2 separate regions of the Mus musculus genome follow, and region 2 is linked to region 1. A link is a contact called in public HiChIP or PLAC-seq data. All regions are on one chromosome and are shown on one strand. The core of a region is the stretch at or near the end of the contact, and the rest is flanking DNA. Distances in the headings are between cores, read along the strand shown.

Evidence for each region. HiChIP or PLAC-seq counts read pairs in DNA pulled down with a chosen protein or histone mark.
Region 2: a FOXA1 HiChIP or PLAC-seq map of pancreatic cancer cells shows a contact between it and region 1. The contact joins two enhancer-like sites. A contact is called at or near these places in 1 of 15 datasets of contacts at CTCF or cohesin (the NIH/3T3 cell line), 2 of 484 Hi-C or Micro-C datasets (nephron progenitors and stem cell-derived neural stem cells) and 1 of 115 datasets of contacts at active chromatin or transcription factors (pancreatic cancer cells).

The regions. Positions count from the first base shown.
Region 1 is chr19:55,719,282-55,721,861 of GRCm38.p6, reverse strand. No RefSeq gene overlaps it. Among named protein-coding and RNA genes, the nearest start is that of 4930552P12Rik, 18 kb to the right of the region's middle. Within about 2 kb of position 1,306, at least 19 of the 459 cell types and tissues checked have an H3K27ac peak or open chromatin away from gene starts, as enhancers often do. A contact at or near this core is called in pancreatic cancer cells, where this site is marked.
Region 2 is chr19:56,028,247-56,030,826 of GRCm38.p6, reverse strand. No RefSeq gene overlaps it. Among named protein-coding and RNA genes, the nearest start is that of Gm4470, 48 kb to the left of the region's middle. Within about 2 kb of position 1,291, at least 117 of the 459 cell types and tissues checked have an H3K27ac peak or open chromatin away from gene starts, as enhancers often do. A contact at or near this core is called in pancreatic cancer cells, where this site is marked.

The sequences.
Region 1 (2,580 bases), core at 57-2,556:
TTCTCTATAAGAATTAATTGGCGGGCTCTCTTTCTAGCAACAGCTCTTTGCTCTTTCACACACAGACACACTAACACACACCATACCCACACAGACTCTCACACACAAATACATATACATACATGTACATATGAACAATCACCATATACACATTCACACACCAATATACATACATACAATCACATACAGTCACATACACTTCACACACAAATACATACATATATATATATACACACACACAAACACATATATACATACAATCACATACAGCCACATACACATTCACACACAAATATACACACACGCACACACTGTTGTCTCTTTTAGATAGTAAGTCTCCCATAGACAGTGAATTATGTTTGGTTCTGCCTAGCAGCATCCACAGTGCTGACATATGGTAGGAACTGATACACAGTAGGTCTCATATAATTCTGTGGAAAAACGAACCTGGGTGGGAGCTAGAGAGATGGCTCTGTCACGGGGAGCTGGGTTTGGTGTATGTATATGTATGAAGAAAAGAACATAGAGCTGGGGCTGGAGAAAGCTCAGCAGTCCAGAGCACTTACTGTTCTTGCAGAGGACCTGAACTCAGTTCTGAGCACCTGTATCAGGTGACTCCACTGTAGCAACCCACGCTCTGGGGATCCGACCACCTCTGCTCTTCTCAGGCTGCAACACATAAACTCACACCTAGGCAAACAAACACACATAATCACGTAATTTAAAAAATATTCAGAAGAGAGGGAGAGCACAAGTCGGCTGCAGACATTATTTACATGTATAAAACGTATCTTTTGAGCTTTGAGGAAGCCTCAGAAACTATTAGCTAAGGGGAAATGGTCTGATCATGGAGTTAAGGGAACTCTTCACGGATAAAACGACTCAGCTGAGAAGTGTGGAACTGGGGAAGTTTCCGCTAAAGGAAGACAAGAAAAACTGTTCCAGGTAGCAGAAACAGAATGAGCGAAGGTCCAGTGACTGGCGAAAGCAGCTGTGTGTGGCAGGTTTCATTTTTCAAAGATGGCTGCCTGGTGTGAGCCACCTTGTGGCTTTTCTTATATAGATAACGTTATACTCATCTATGAACAGGTAGAGGGCCATGCTTTCTTCCTTTCCATGTAGGCAAGCCTGTGACCACAGCAGACATCATGCTAAGCACGCATCCCTTCTTTCTCGTTTTCTTACAGCCAGGCCTCTGTGCTGGGAGGCAGTCTCACTGCTGCGTGGAGATTCTCCAGCTACTGACAGAACTGACAAAGAGAGCTGCTTCGGGTGACTCCAGCCTTTGAGGCACTGCAACAGGTGCCAAGGGGAACAGCCAGGTCCAAGTCGAAGATCTGCAAACAAAACGGTGTCATCATCGTATTAAGCCCTTAAGTGTTGGTGCGATTTGTTCTGTGGTTGCAGATAACCACACATTGAGACCGAAGAGGAGGTCAGTGGGAAAGAGCACAGGCGCTCAAGGATGACTCTGAGCTGAGGAAGGAAAGGGAGCCAGGGCTGAGCCAGACTTTGTCGCAAACCCAGCGATGCCAGGAGAGGCATTGCCATGGGCACTGATGTCGCTTCTGGCCCTTCTTCACACCGCGGCTGACATTCCAGCCCAGGGCTCGCCGCCACCGAACCTCCACAGCTGTACTCAGGGGCCCTCCTAGATCACACGGCCTCAGAGGCTGAGTCAGGCTTCGGGGAGCAATGAGCCTGGGTGAAGGGACACAGAAGAGATGTTCACTGTGGGTTTAGGCCCCCAGGACACCGCTGTACCCTCCCACTGGTCTCAGGATCTGTTCCCATGGTGGAGAATTGGCCAGAAAAGTCAGACTTCCACAATGCTTTTCTTATCAAGATGGGGACAAATTCCACCCCCACAGGCTTGACTCTAACCACGGATCAATCTCAGCGCTGGCCTGGCCCAGAAGTGACCACAATGCTGATCAGCCCTCCAGGCTCTGCCCTCCCTCTCTTTCTTCCTCTGTGCCACTTCCTTCCTATTTTATTATTTTTTAAGTGACAAATTGTTTTGTATTACAAATCTGTATAATCTGATACGGTGTTTTTAGTAGGGCTGACCGGAACCTGCTTGGCAACCCCAGGGCTGTGTGAACTCAAACATGTACATTGTGAAGTGTACACAAAATGATTAGTTAAATCTGCTTGATATGTCACTCTCAGCCACTATTTGTCCTTCCTTCGTAATGAGGCTACTTATAATCTCATTAGTTATTTTGGAATACATTATACAGAGGCCAGTGTGGTGACTTAGCGGGGAAAGACACTTGCTGCAAGCCTGCCTCTCTGGCTCAATTCTTGGAACGCACATGGCGGAAGAAGAGAACTGATTGCTACAAGTTATCCTCTGATGTGCTCCACATGTGCTTCATGGAAAACACCCACCAGTCCCCCCAAAAAATAATGAAATGCAAAATGTAAAGAAACACGAGATGTTTTGCCTTTAATATGTGCCACCTTGCTGTACAGCACTTGTTCCTGCAGCCCTGTGTCAGGTTCAACTCTCTGAGCACTGTCAGGGCCCACTCTCAGGTTCCTGCCCACTCTCACTGCCCCGCCCTCTCTCACTGG
Region 2 (2,580 bases), core at 42-2,541, 310 kb before region 1:
TTGCTGTGGCATTTCTCATCTGTTCCTGAAGTCTGTTGATTCTGAGCCACCTTACTTCCAACTCCCAAGTGCAAGTAGGGTTGGGCATCGGGTGGTCCAGGGCACAGGCAGCATCTGGTGCCCAATGTGGTTATTGACTACTTCATTGTCCTCGTTTTGAGGCTGCTTGCAAACCTCCTTTTCTGGGGGCTCATTTTTTGCTTTGTGTTTCCAAAGCAAAGTTCTCCTAGGCCCACACAGGACTGTCTGTTTCTCATTTAGTGAAGTAAGTACTGTATTGCAGTTTGTAAAGAACTACCATGGAAAGGAAGGAGAGAGAGGTGGGGGGGGGGTTGGAGGGGAAGAGAAAGGGGGAGGGGGAAGGGAGAGAGAGGGGGAAGGAAGAGGTGGAAGGAGAGGGAGAAGGGGATGGAGAGGGAGAGTGGGACAGAGAGGGAGAGAGGGACAGAGAGGGAGAGGCAGGGGAGGGGGAGGGGAGGGAGATGGGGGACGGGGCAGGGGAGGGGGACGGGGGACGGGACCGGGACCAGGACCTGGACAGGGACACACCTAAAACCACCCAACTGGCTCACGTCTGGGCCTCACAGTCTTACAACAGAGCATATGGCAGCTGCTCACCAGCAGCATGCCTGTTACAAGTGGGCCTCAGCAGCTGTCCTTCCATCCATCACAGCTCCACCCAAGACCTTACTGGGGCACACCATAGGCAGGGTGTTTACAGCATGGCCAATGGATATGGCTGGACTGGCTTTCTGCTCCCAACAGTGAAGTGAAGCCTGAGAGCTAGCGCCTGGGAAGCTGAGGCTCTCTGAGTGTGGAGTGCCATATACTGGGCTCCGGAGGAGCGGGAGGTGAAGGATCATTTCCGCAGTGGAACTTGGGGTCGGAAGGAGCAGCAGCAGCCGCTGCTGGGAACTTGACTGCGCAGCCCTGTGTCTTTTGTTGTCACCGATTGTCCCTCCTGCAGCCTGCCACTGGGACCCCTGAATGCACCGCAGACATTCTTGGCACGCTGGGGCCTCGGTGCTGGGCTCAGGTTCATTAATCTGCCTGCCACTGAGTTGCTATGAAAAGAGGAAATTGTTTCCCTGCTCCCGGAGAAGCAAGGAGAAAGAGCTGAAGCAGGAAGAAGGCCCAGGCCGACTTCCCACGTGCAGCCAGGGCTGGGGTGCTGCAGCCTGGAGCCCAGAGCACCAGAAAGAGCTGGCATGTCCCTCCCTGGAAAAACCTTCCGTGCACGTGGCCAGGCCATTAATTAGCCCAGTAACAGACGCTAGCCCTGAGTCACCATGGAGCACAGACAATAAGGCCTGTGTGCTAAGGGAGATGACAAATGAGGGCCACAGAGGAGAGGAGGAGAGCAGCAAAGAAGCCGAGGACCAGAAGACCGCCGGGCCAGAGAGCTGGTGTGATTTCCAAAGGCTGGCCCATGAAGGAGGGGAACCTGCGATTGTCCCAGAGCCGTGTAGGAAATCTACCTTTCCACTCTAAATGGACAAATGGCAATTTTGACAGCCACAGAACATGCCTGCTCTGGGCTGAGTCTCTTTGGGAAGGTTATGAATCAGAAATGTGGGATTGCGGGGCCTAGCTCACATCAGGCTTAACAGTGGGAAAGTAAGCATACCAAGGAGCCGGCTAAGGTAAAGAAGGTCCCGCTCTGCTCAAGACTCGATCTAGCACAGGGAGAGCCCAGAGCCCTTAACAAGTAGGGAGGTGCCGGAGCACACAAGGATGAGGGGGTCGGGGAAGAAAGAGAGAGGAAGGTAAAGATAGCAGCTGTAAGACCCATGCCCAGTCTTGGCTTTGGAGGTTGACAAGCTTAGATCGCTTAAGCATTGGGGAAGTCCCTGTGGCCCGTGAGTCACCTGAGGGTCAGAGTGTTGATGCCACAGCCCCATTCCTTGAGCAGACATCTTCCACGGGAACATCTACGTATGCTCTTCGTGTCCTTTCCCCGGATGTTTTAGTTTTCCATTGGCAAACAGATCAGTTCACTATTTTTATTATTTAGTTTTCAAAAGCCACAAAAATCTAGGCATAAAATTCCCATCGATTCAAAAAGTTCTATCCCTTCTCTATAATCAGCCCCTCCCCCCACCCCAGACTCCCCGCGCCCTTCTAAGCTGGTGACCTTCCCTTCCAGCTGCCTTTCCTGGGTCTTCCTACCCAAGGAATCAGGTGTTTGTACCGTCTGGTTCCCTTCACTCAGCACAATGTATCCGACATTTGTCTGGGTTGCTGGTGTTGGCCCATCTGAGTTGTTGGGTATTGGCTCTTCATTGCTGAAGGGTGTCCTGTTATGTGTAAGTACAGTTCTTGGGTAACTCCTCCAGTGGGGAACACCTCTCACCCCATCCTGGCCCTGACTTTTCTAGAATGCTTTTACTCGGGGAGACTATTTTAAAAGTTACTGACTGGGGCCAAAACTTTAGTATAACCTATTTTTTCCTCCCTCTATGGTTTTTTAAGGCTTCTCAGGATAATGGTTTCACTTAGCATTGACCTCTCAAGCTCAGAAGAAACATGCCTTTGATGTTTTGCTTGTCTTTGTGTGTTTCAGTATGTCAAAGTACACAA